2 separate regions of the Sus scrofa genome follow, and region 2 is linked to region 1. The links are chromatin contacts, called in public Hi-C maps. All regions are on one chromosome and are shown on one strand. The core of a region is the stretch at or near the end of the contact, and the rest is flanking DNA. Distances in the headings are between cores, read along the strand shown. Region 1 overlaps POLR1A (DNA-directed RNA polymerase I subunit RPA1). Region 2 holds the start of ST3GAL5 (lactosylceramide alpha-2,3-sialyltransferase).

Region 1 (6,183 bases), core at 2,676-5,175:
TCCAGGGAGTTCCCACTGTGGCTCAGGGGAAGCGAACCCGACTAGGATCCATGAGGATGCAGGTTCAATTCCCGGCCTTGCTCAGTGGGTCAGAGATCTGGTGTTGCTGAGAGTCCAGCACAGCAGACTCGGCTCAGATCTGGCATTGCTATGGCTGTGGTGTAGGCCAGCAGCTGCAGTCCTGACTCGACCCCTAGCCTGGGAACTTCCAAATGTGTGGGTACAGCCCTAAAAAGCAAAATAAAATAAAATAAAAACAGGATCCAGTACAAAGCCAGAGTGGTGCATCTGGTAGGAAAGAGACTGGGATGCCAGGACTCTGGCCTGATGCCTGATCCCCGAGGTGGGACTGACAGGGGAAGAGATGTTCCCAGGAGGAGATGTTGCTAACAGATGCTGTGCATCTTGGGGCAGCCTCTGGTGCAGAGGTCTCCACCTCTTCTACGGAAGGGCAGCAGGGCTCGCACAGGGGAAAAAACAAAAGCCACAAGGATCTGGGCGCTGCTGGCCCTTCCTCCTTGGCTCTGTGCCCTCGGGCAAGTTGGCCCATTTCTCCATGAGTAAATGTGGATGTTGGCAGCACCTATGCCATGGACTGTGGGGAGCATGAAAGAGAGGCCTCCAAGGTGCCCTGTACAGAGCCTGGCACTGAGAAAGTGCTTGGCAAATGGCAGCCATAGTTCTTTACTGTTATTACTACCCAGTCTTGTATATGCTGCACTGCAACCCAAATGAATGAGGGGTAACTGAATCACTCTGCTGCAAACGAGGGAAGGGATTCCAGAGGAGATTCCTCATGGGCGGGAGGGGAATTTTATCTGCACTCTTGGAGGTAAGCTGTCTCTTAAAACTCCTGCGTGTCCAAACGCAATGATCAAGGTCATCTCTGGACCTTAGGGACCGTCACAGTTGGGATGCTAATGCTTGCCAGAGGCGCAATGTTATAGAATCCAAACAGTCTGGAAGACAAGACCTACGATGCAGCTACTAAACTCAGCTTTCTGAGAGGACTGCTACAACCTCTCTCTTGGCATCTTAAGATGGAGCAAGAGAGAAACCTTTCCTGCCCCTAAGCAAACCAGAGGGCTGAAGACCCCACCTGGAAGAAGCCAAGACCCTCTGTTCCATGCGCCCCTGCTCTGGAGATACCCACTGACTCCGGAAGATGGTGAGGGCCTGGACCCGAATTACCAAGCTATGCTGGCGATGACGTGCAACCACCTCAAGGTCAGACCCACCTTGGGCACAAGGTACTGTTGGTCTGTGCAAGCCAGGACGTAGGCCTCGGCCCGGCCCAGTTCACTCTGAGGGAAGTGGGCGTTCATCTCGTCTCCATCAAAGTCAGCATTGTAGGCCTTGCAGTTGGCATAGTGGAGCCGCAGGACCTTTTCCTCGGGCAGGATGCGGGCACGATGCGCCTGGATGGAGGGCCGGTGCAGGGTGGGCTGTCGGTTCAGGAGGAGAATGTCTCCATTTTTCACATGCCGGCACACCTGGGGGCAGAGTGGAGAGTGGGAGGTGAGCAAGGCAACTTCAGCATCACTGCTACCTCGGCCCGGGGCTGAGTGTAGCTTCTGCCTATCTCATGTTCTATTCAACTAAATGAAAGGAGAACTTTTGAGTTTCCTGGTGACCTAGCAGTTAAGGATTCAGCAGTGTCATTGCTATGGCATGGGTTTGATCCCTGGCCTGGGAATTTCTGCATGCTATGCAAGTGGCCAAAAAAATCCTTTTAGTCTGGAGTGAAACCCTAGAAATCTTTGAGAAACAGCTTACTAAGTCCCTTTGGTGCTCTGAGAAATTGCTGCTAGCACAGCACAGTCCCTGGCTCTGGGCTCAGAGGTATAATCAAATGAGGCTCCAGGCCCCCTCCAGTAATCTCTGTCTTCTTAGAGATGCATGGCCTTCCCAGAGCCTGGAATTCCTCTGAGGATTAATCTGAAGAAAGAAATGGACATACCTGAGGATGGCCCATCAACACATGACCATAAAACTCCTGGGTTCGGAAGGACTTGGCAGACCTCTAGAATCCCCCAGCAGTCCCACATGAGAATGTTATTCTCAGTGTGAACTCAATGTCGTAGAGATCCTTGCCCACTCTCACTCGGCAGAGCCAGGACTGAAACACAGGGTTCTGGATTCCCAGTCCAATGCTCTCTGAAAATGTTTTACTGCACTTAAAAATTAATAAGAAGTTTAAATTGCCACTCTCTTTTGGGAAAGTGATTTCACAGGAGATCTCAGAACACTTAAAACTCATTTCCTTTTGGCCTTTCAGGATTAAAAAAAGTGCCAGCCGACGTTTTAAGACCATGTATGTTTACGCAGCAGTGTTTACTGTGGAAAAACTGAGAAAAACCCGAGTTCTCACTGTGACAAGGTGGGTTAGGATCCGGTGTTGTCTCTGCAGTGGCAAAGGTTCGATCCTCAGTCCTGGGCAGTGGCTTAAGGATCCGGCGTTGCTGCAACTATGGCATTAGGTTGCACCTGTGGTTCAGATTCCATCTCTGGCCCAGGAACTTCCATATGCCATGGGTGTGGCTAAAAAACCTCCCACAATTAGGAAAAACCTGGCTGGCCCATAGCAGGGCATGGGTGGATAAATCATGGTATGTAGTGCGGAATGTTATGTATGGATGAAAAAGGATGACTGAACTCTACACCAGTCTGGCAGTGATGAGTATGATGTACTCCAGTAAAAGAGAGCCAATCCAGGTGCCATCTAAGGTGACAGGATGAGGCAATTTAAAACCTAACCCACACTCTGGATGCTCGTCAGACTGTATAAATCTTTCTCCTTTAAAAACCCAACCCAGGAGTTTCTGTTGTGGCTCAGTGGTTAACGAATCTGACTAGGAACCATGAGATTGCGGGTTGGATCCCTGGCCTCGCTCAGTAGGTTAAGGATCCGGCATTGCCGTGAGCTGTGGTGTAGGTCGAAGATGCGGCTTGGATCCTGAGTTGCTGTGGCTCCGCTGTAGGCCAGCAGCTATGCTCCGATTCGACCCCTAGCCTGGGAACCTCCATATGCCGTGGGAAGCAGCCCAAGAAATGGCAAATAGACAAAATAAATAAATAAATAAATAAAATAAAAACCCACCCAAATCTCCATTTTACATACATGAGGGAAAAGGATGCTTAGAGCCTCATCAAGCTGTGCCTATGGCCCCCTCGGGAGGAGTGAGGCAGAGGGCATCATCACCTTCGCCTTTGCACATCTTAGGGATGTTCGGGTTACAATGAGTGCGTACGACTGTTACAAAGCTTTTAAAAAAGATCTTCAACGACTTCTGGAGAAAGCAAGAAAAAAAATCAGTGATATGCTGATTGTAGGGGAAAATATAGAAAATGCAGGCAAACTTAAAGAGAAAGAAAACCACAAGTAATTTTAAAGATAGCCACGGATCACACTTTTTTGTTCCTTAACCAATATCGACAGGCCTTTGGTCATGTCCTCCTCTCACAAAGCTGACTTTGGTGTAAGGCCCTTAATCTTACGTTATTTTAACTACGGGGCTTCCTAAATGATAGAGAGAGATACTACTTTAATCACAACTGCGACCCCCATCATTCTGCAGGCTGCTTTTAGCAGTCCAGAGGAGTTACAGACACTCCATGGGACCTCCCCCCACCTCAAGTCTCCCCTAAATTACCCAGCAGAAGACAGGCTGGGGGAAACAAATTACTCCAAGTCTAGTTTCTTCTTCTCACACTGTCCACATTATGAGGTTGGATCAGAAAGCTGGGTACAGAGAGGTTAGAGGTTAATAAGAAACGCTCCCCACCCCTAATTCCTGTTCAGCTAGGCTGAAAGTTTCCTCCAACTCAGGAAAGCAGGGAGCTAACCTTCAAATTCTAAAAGGCAGGCCTAAAAGCAGCTCCCCAGGGAACTCAAACTCGTCCTTCGCCTGCCCCCACATCCTTGTTTCCACGGAGACCTGGATTCTGAGGATTCCCAGGAGGGTCTGCCCAGGGCCTGAGCTGACATTCAAGGTCTTATTTCTTCAGCTTCTCAAGGGAGAAACTGCTGGGATCTGGGGCTCAGGTCCCAAACCCCAGGAGGGGCCTCAGATCTGAGGCTCGCAAATTCAAGACATCCTCCAGCGTAAGCAAACCTCCCACAGCTGGGAAGACTTGCAGGCCTGTCTGGAAGGCACCGGCCAATCCAAACAGAAGCCCTGGAGCACACGTTGCTCCCCTCGCCAATCCAAACCTGAGGCCCTTCCTTTCTCTGGTCTCTAAATAAACACTGCGGTGAAAATTACTGCACCCCAGCGCCCGGGTCAGAGTTCTCAGAGGCAGACCCAGAGCCAAAGATCTGCTTCTGGCTGACTGCTGGGCCGGGACAAGGCCCAGGGGAAGGGCAGAGACTTCACACTTCCCAGGGTACACGGTCCTTCTAGGCACCCTTCCCCCTCCTCATCTAACCTGCACTGACCTTCCTAGGACCGGGGTCTCTCTCTCCCAGTCACATCTCCCAGTCCTTTAGCCTGGTCATGATCTACATGCAACACACTCAGCAAGACTGCTTTACAGGTAAATTTATATGTATAATATATATTACATATATATATACACACACACACATCTGTGTATATATACATCTGTGTGTATATATACACATAAAATTTTTATTTTCAGTTTATTTTTTTGGTTACATCTGCAGCATGTGGAAGTTCCTGGGCAGGGATCAAACCCATGCCACAGCAGCGACCCAAGCTGCTGCGGTGACAACACCGGATCTTAACCCGCTGCACCACAAGGGAACTCCCACAGATAAATTATAAATGCACATGTACCTGACTACATGTATAAACTTTACATATAATGTTACTGTAATTCTGGAAAATGAAGATAATCACCCTTAGTCCTCAAGTCCCAACATGAAAACCACTTTTCTTTTACAAGGTCCCTTCCTGTCTCTGACCCTGGCCACATTCTCAGGTCAAACGTGGCCCTCACAGCTTGGAGCCTCCCGAACCTCAACCTGGATCCATCCGTTCAGAACACAGGGGATTCCTGAGTGCCTCCTACAAGGTGGGTGCTTGGGAGAATGGCGGGCAGGACACCCTGCCCTTGTCCTCACGGGGTTCAAGAACTTGAGGGAGGATGGATGGGTGCATGCAGAGTGACAACACAGGGCAAGGAGCCACAGAGTTGAGGGCGGGACACATAGGGGAAACTCCATGTAAGTCGTGAGAATGGCCCACTGCAGCCCGCAGGCAGGCCACCTGTCAGGCCTGTTCTGGGGAACGTGGCCACACCTAGTGGTTTTGTGCGGCCTCGGCAGCTTGCAGGCCAAAAAGGCAGGGCTGGGTAGTTGTAACAGAGACCCTATCGCCCACAAAACCTAAAATACTCAGTATCCGGCCCTCGGCCGAAAAAGCCTGTGGACCCTGCCCTTGAGGAAAGAAGGCTTTGCTGAGCCCTGAAGGGCCAGCAGGGTTAGGGGAGTCTTGGGGATGACAGGCCAAGTGCAGAAAGAGGCCTTCAGGGACAGGACATTGCGGGGGAGGGGCTAGAAGGCAGCAGGGACAGGGGGCTTGGGATTCAAACTTAAGTTGGAAGACAACTGACTGGGCCAACCTCACTCAGTCTCACAGCTGCTCAGAAGTCCTTTCTGTCCCTTCCCACGACCTGACCAGCCTGTGGTGGCCAGGCCGACCTGCCCCCTCCTAAGCTCCCCATCTCGAACCCTGACCCCAGAGATGCTACTAGGACACGCGAAGGCAGTTCCCCCATGTATCTGCCTCATCCTCACACTCCAATAATGTCCAAACCCCCGCCCCCTCAATCCTTCTGCTTTTTCTTCAGTTGCAGATGAAGCTGCTGCTCTGCTGCCTCATCACAAAGCCCCTGAAGCACCTCCCACTTTGATCAAAGGGCTCTCCTGGGTCAAAGGTGACCTTTCTTGGGGCAAATCTGAGGCATCTTCCCTCTGTTTCCTCCCTCCTCCTAAACATCATATTTAACTCGACAAATACCTACTAAGTGCCCCTGGGGAATGCAAAGGTACTGCGGGGGTGGTCCTGACCCACATACACACACTCACACACACAGGTGGCAGACGGATGCGGACCTGACCACTGTCTCCCACAGCAGCCTGACACCTTATCTTCCTTCCTCCTGCTCCTGAGGGTCCCCTCACTTTCTCTTCATTGCGCTTTGCGCTCAAAGAGTCGA
Region 2 (6,733 bases), core at 4,113-6,612, 160 kb before region 1:
CCAACTTAGCAGATATTTGAACTCTGTCACTGTTAGCTCTGACTGTCCTCTTTATCACAATAACTCACAACATTTATAGGTGGGAATGCTATTAACCATGTGTACCTGCTGAGTAATTCAAATATGGTCAGAACAAATTGAGATATGCTCTAATATAACTGTTAAGATATACACTAGGCTTTGAGGACCTGGCATGAACAGAAGAATATAAAACACACAGCTTATTAACAATGTTTACATTGGTTTCATAATATATTGCACATATTGGGTTAACTAAAATATATTATTAAAATTAATTCACCTGTTCTTTAAAAATGCCCTCCCTTTAATTCCTTGGACTTAATTGCTATGTTCCTAACGTCCTCTTAATTTAGCTGATTAGATCATCACTTTTTGCCTACTTTCTTGCTAACATGAGCAATGAAGACTATACATTCCCCTTCAAATATTGATTTAGTTGCACCCCACAACTTTAAGCGTACAATTCATTCTATAAGCTTTGAAAAGTATTTTTATTGTTACTACTTCTCCATCATTCTAATCTAAATATTTTCAAATTCACATTTTCAAATATGCTTTTAAAATTATATTCTTAAATTGATATATAATTTAGTTTCATTGTGTTCAGAGAACTCGGTCAGTATGATACCGATTATTTTAAATACATTGGGATCTGGTGAATGCTCAGATTTTGTAAAAACATCATCTTTACTTGCTGGAACTATGTTTTTCTATTTGATTGGTTTGATTAAGCTTATTAACTGTGTTCCTTGTTGAATCAATCCCTTATTGGTTTTTTGTTAGCTGTTCTATCAGTTACTAAAAGAGGTATACTAAAATCTCTCACTTTGATGATACAACTGTCAACTTTTTTTGTCATTCAGTCACTTATTACTTTATATAGTTTGAAGCCATGTTATTAGGTGCACAGGAGTTTAGAAGCTTTTTTTTTAATCTTCCTGGGAAATTGAAACTTTAATCCACCTGTTTCCTTTTAATGTTTCAAATGTAACTACTAAGAAAATTTTAATTATATGCATGGCTTGGGTTTTATTTCCATTGGACAGAGCTGATCCAGAGAAAGAATAAACAAGAAGCCTGCACCAGCCACCAAATCCTGGGTGACTAAGGCTTGATTGCAGAAAACACCAAGCAAAGAGAGAGAGTATTGGCAGCTCTGAAAAATTACGGCAACTCTGTCCTCCTCTCTTGCTCCTGGAAATGAGGACAAGATGTTTGTGAAAAGCAGAAAGGAGGTGAAAAACAAGATAGAAGAAGATGAAAAAGTAGAAGCTGAGGAGAGAGAAAGTCTGGGGAAGAAGGAACTCTACATATATAACAGAAAAATTGTTCTGCTCTCAACTCACTATGTATAAGCCTTTAATTATGAGAATGATAACCTAGTCTTAAAGTCAGCCTTCGTGTTCAAAACACAGACTTACTATTCCATCAAATAGACCTTTTTCTCCACACTTGTTATTTGTATCAATTTTTCCCCTTTAATCAAATCATACCACATGATACTGAACAATTAATTCCAGATATTAAAAACTTGGAGTTCCCTTTGAGGCTCAGTGATTAACTAACCCAACTAGTATCCATGAGGATGCGGGTTTGATCCCTGGCCTCAGAACAATCCCTCAGTTCGATCCCTGGCCTGATCCCTCAGAGGGTCAGGGATCCAGCATTGTTGTGAGGCCGTGGTGTAGGTTGCAGACACGGCTTGGATCCCGTGTTGCTGTGTCTGTGTTGTAGGCCAGCAACAGAGGCTCTGATTCAACCCCTAGCCTGGGAACTTCCATATGCCTCAGGTGCAACCCTAAAAAGCAAAAACAAACAAAATTTAAAAAGGAGAAGACTTCATCAGTATAAGGAGTTGGTGAACCATCCAATAACTTAATCCTGAATATATTTTTCCACACTGTAAAGGGGAACAAAAATGCCTTGTAGGGCCTCAAAAGGCCAAACAAGAAATAGGCTTTTCCTGTAGGACATGGGGGAATCCTTAAGTACAAATCCAGAGGTACCGGGAAGGCAAGGCACATAAGTAAAAACAAAGTAGAGAAAGCTAAGGGAGGGAGAGGTTCTCACGAGTGTTTGCAGCATTTTGACCAGAGAAACTTTCCCCTGATCACAGAGGTTCATGGAGCGAAAGGGTCCCCCACAGCTTAGCCCATCCTGCTACCCGACCCAGGGGAGACTGGGGCCTGGAGGTGACTGAACTTGCCAAGAAGACATGGGGCGCAACCACGTAGAAACTGATCTTGGCTCCTAGTACAACTTTCCGCCTCTACTGAAAGTCAGTGTTGCATTCATCAGCTAATAGTGAGGAACTACCACTGCTTTTATTCCAAAACTGGAATAGAATAGCTTTGCCTGTAGCTCCCAAAGCTGAGTATACATACACACACTCATGAACAGGAACCACAACCCTAACATAGACCTTGATTAGAAACTCATGTATATGTAAAGACGGGAATGAAAACAGTCCCGGCAGCATGATCTGCAATAGCCAAATGCTGGACACCACCCAAATGTCCCTCAACAGTGTACAGACAAATATACAGTATATTATTCACCTGAATCAGCCACGAGAGTGAGCACCCCCACAAAGACAGGCAGCATCCAGAGTGTCTCGGAAACCCAAAGCTAAAAGAGGAAGAGGGACATGGCAAGGTTGAATTATATAAGCTCAGGGAGTCAGGCCAGCGGTTATCTTCAAAGAGGCAAGGCCTGGAAGGGAGCACCTAGGACGTTCCTGCTCCTTGATGTAAAGGCATGGTGTGCTGGGTTCGGAACATCCGTTGAACAGTACACTTATGTCTACTTTCCCAGGATGTATGCTATTTAGGAAGAAAAGAAAAAGCTCTCCAGGTAGACAAGACAAGCCTCATAGGGTCCATGTACCCCCTCTAAGCTCGTTTCTCCCCACCCCCACCCCCCCACCCCCGTCCCTTATACATCTTCTTCACTCCCCCGTGCACCTGTGCTCAAGATGGGTCTCTCTGGAGAGCCTGGGTGTCACCATCCATGCTCATGGCTTCCTCCCACATCAGACCAGGGATTCACCCACTTTGGGACGCCTTTGCTAACCGGTGCCACACATATGGATCCAGCCCTTGCTTCTCCTTCCTGAGCAGTTAGGGAGTTCGTACCATCACTAACACGTGTGTGTGCGTGGCCAGTTGTTTCAATTCCGCCAAGGCTCCCAGCTAGACCAACAACACAGCGTGCGCCCCCAGGGAGCCGTCTCAATACTCCATCTCCACAGGCAGCTCCAATTAAATACTTCGGCCGCTCCTCAGGAGCTCGAAGGGTGTGCAAAGGGAGCCTTGACCCTCCTGCCAAGATTTTCCCTTCTGTCCCCAGCACCTGGATGGACTCCCACAGTCCCTCTTCATTGTCCCGTTCACCTCCCAAGAGCCAACCTGCTAGAAAAACTCCTGCCAAAGAGCCCATCGGGGACAGCATGGGAGGACTGCAGGAGGCATATCAGAGAACAAAGGGCTGCTTCTCATGCTGCCTTGGATACAGCTTGAAAATTTAATACTAACCTATTCTGATAATATGAAACAATTTGGCAGTTTGTCCCAGAATTATAAGCATTTACAAAATGGGGAGTCATAAATGTGCATTTGTAAAATGTATGCCTGCCAGCCCTCTCCCTCGCTCCTCCACAAAGACTTCCCACCTCACCGCATTTCTTTTCTTGCTGAGAGGAAGACAGAGCTAATTACAATAAATAACCACAACCAAGGTTCCTTTCATCTTACAGCAACAGCAGCACTCAGACAATGGACAGACATGTGAAAAGGCTCATGGCATTTCGGTCACAGGACTCTCCCAGTTCACAGCCTCTCCTCGTCCAAGCACTGGTTGGAATTGAGGTGATCCCTGGCTCTCTGACTAGAAATGTAAACCATTCTTCTCAACTGTCAGACTTTCAGAATTATGCGAATGAAACCACAACCCATCCTGACAGTTTTTGAATCTGTGCCCCTTCACTCAGCAGACACCAGATTCTTCTTCCAGTTTCAGGACATGCATCCTTCCGCAGAGGAGGATTACCAGTCATAAACCAAGAGGAGGGCTCAGGTTTAACATCCGCAGGTGGGAGAGGAGTCTCCTTCCTCTCTGTAACCCCAACACCCAGCTCTGTGGTTGGCCCAATGAGCAGACAACCCAAAGGTGCCAGATGAAGGGCAGCAGGCAAAACCATTTTCCCTTGTAAATGAATGACATCTAATTAAGCAAAGGCCACAGACATGAAGTGAGACATGAGGACATAAAATTTGTCTTTCATGGCAGCCAATGATTCTGCAGGATCCTCTTCACTGGGAAAGACATTCTGTGGTCAGAACCTCGGAACCAGGGGCCTGAAAAGGACCTTGGCCAAGCCTACCGGTACAGACTGAAGACGGTGTTCCACAGGGATATAAGTGTTGGCCAAGGTCACCTGGTGTGGAGTTAAGGCAGGACCCCACGTCTTCCTATTTGCAGGCTCCTCCGACATGCTCTCCAAAAATCTTCCCCGAAAATCCTGCCTTACTTACACACTAGAGGCACATGTGAAGGCAGCTGCTCACGTCAAGGCAGCTGCTTCCAATTCAAGAGAAACTAAAGGTCACCAAAACGTGTCTCCCGCTGGGCTGGCCGCAGGGAGGTGACAGGCAAGGTCACTGGCGAATTTCTACCTGCAGACACCACACCTCACACCCTCCCGAAGGATGCAAAGGTCAGTTTCCGGAGCTGCTGGCCACAGAGGGCCCCCGAATGCTGTCCTGGGGAAATGAGTTAACTTGGCTTTCCAGGTTCAGAAGCTTCCAGCAATGAATTAAACCCCAAGCCGCTGCAGAAGACAGAGGAGAAAAGCGCCACCGCAGCCGAACCCCACAGCCCGGCCGTTCACCCCTCTGCCTCCTTCGTGTTCACACTTGCGCGGGCCGCGGCGCCCCCAGCCCGTCCACTCCGCGGGAGGCCACCGCTCTCAGCCCGCGAGACGCGTTTGGGGGAAGTGGGTCCTGGGCGCTGCCCATGGGGGCTGGGACGGAGCCGCCAGGCCCAGCCGCACTGGAACAGGGACAGATCGCCGCCGCCGCCCCCGGCCGGCGGGCCCCGCTACGCCAAGGAGGGGGCTGCGCCACGTACCTCGGCCGGCAGGTGCCGCCGCCTCCGCCGCCTCGGTTTGCGGCTGCAGGGGACGCCGCTCGGTGCAGCCTGACGCTTTCGTCCGCATACTAGGGAGCGGGAGCCCGCGGGCCGCCAGTCCCTGGCCCCGCGCCCCCGCCCGCCCCCGACGCCGCGCTCGCGCCCATTCAGTCCAGGACCATCAGCTCCCTGGCTCAGATGCGGAGGAGGGGCGTGGGGCGGGGCCGGAGTCACGAGTACGCCAGAGACCAATCAGAGCGCGTGAGTGCTCCCGGGGCGGCCCGGCTCCCAGAACACGCAACCCTCCACCCTGCCGGGTAAAGGGGAGGGGGCGCCCCCAGCCGGACACGCGCGGAGCTGTGTGCGGCATGGGGGGTCCCGGGTACCCACCGCCCTTTGGATCTCTGTGCGGTTAGACTGTGGAGGCACTAAGAAGAGGTGTATTTAGACTGGTTCTAGAAGATTACTGAGGGGAGGACTCGTAGTTGCGGAGCCGCTGAATGAACCGGCTTTATGTAGTCACGTGCTTTATTCTACAGGACCGACCCCCAGGCAAAGCAGCTTTGGAGTTCTAGGGCCCTGGAGACAAGCAGGGAAACCTGAGTGCGGCTGGGGATGTGCAGAACAGAAAAGCGAGAGATTACTAGTTTCACAGCTGGGTAATTGAGACCCAAAGAGCAAAGGTGAGTCACTGGGGCAATTAGTGGCAGAACCAGGATCAGAACCTGCGCCTGGAGCGCCCATTTCCATACCTCTGGAATCCCCCTTGATTCTGGAGAGCAAATGGCATACAATTTTTAAAGCGTGAATATTGGTGAATCCCCAAGTTCAGGAATTTAAAAGACTTGAAAGGACGGATATGTTCTTTCTTTCAACGGCCAGGTGTGTAGAATGTGCCTGTGACATTGCTGTGCCATCGGACTTGTTGACTCTCCAGTAAAGTCGGTGAAGTTGGTCTGCTTTCAGAATTTTCTTTCGGGTTGCTGGACATATACAGAGCAATCACAGTCATGTGCCTGTGGTGCCTGTTAGGTCCTTGCTTGATAAAGAAGATTCTAGACATTGAGCCAAATATGTCTCTACGAACTGAGAGTCTTATCACTCTTTTTTGCAACAGCTTGCACTCAGTTTGCACAGCTCCAAACAGGGTTTGAAGATGTCTGTGTTTGTCCCTCAGCGGGGATGGGGTGCTAAAAAAAAAAAAAAAAAGTGTTATCTGAGTAACAAAGATCAGGGGGGAGGAGTTCCCTTGTAGTTCAGCAGGTTAAAAACTAGACTAGTGTTTATGAGGATGCTGATTCAATCCCTGGTCCTGCTCAGTGAGTTAAGTATCCAGCGATGCCGTGAGCTGTCACAGATGCAGCTTAGATCCCGCGTTGCTGTGGCTGTGGCTATGGCATAGGCCAGCAGCTCTGATTTGACCCCTAGCTTGGAGACATACACATGCCACAGGCATGGCCCTAAAAAGAGAAAAAAAGAAAGAAAGAAAAAAAGATCAGGAGGGAAATCTTGGAAAGGAAAGGGTGGAAGGATTCTCCCTTCACGCCTCCCAAAAGGATTTTGTCATAAAAATGTTTCTGGATTA

The links. Hi-C and Micro-C count contacts between places; a contact is called where the count stands out from the background.
Region 2: a contact with region 1 is called in a Hi-C map of mesenteric adipose tissue, with 1.4 times the contacts expected there. A contact is called at or near these places in 1 of 5 promoter capture datasets (liver), 7 of 47 Hi-C or Micro-C datasets (blood, embryonic fibroblasts, fetal heart ventricle and 3 more) and 1 of 2 datasets of targeted methods (skeletal muscle).

The regions. Positions count from the first base shown.
Region 1 is chr3:58,699,918-58,706,100 of Sscrofa11.1, reverse strand. It overlaps POLR1A (DNA-directed RNA polymerase I subunit RPA1), which reads right to left. Exons shown (of 34, transcript XM_005662406.3): 13 at 1,239-1,493. Among named protein-coding and RNA genes, the nearest start is that of POLR1A, 33 kb to the right of the region's middle.
Region 2 is chr3:58,861,613-58,868,345 of Sscrofa11.1, reverse strand. ST3GAL5 (lactosylceramide alpha-2,3-sialyltransferase) reads right to left here and starts at 5,362. Exons shown (of 7, transcript XM_021087293.1): 1 at 5,149-5,362. The coding sequence starts at 5,236.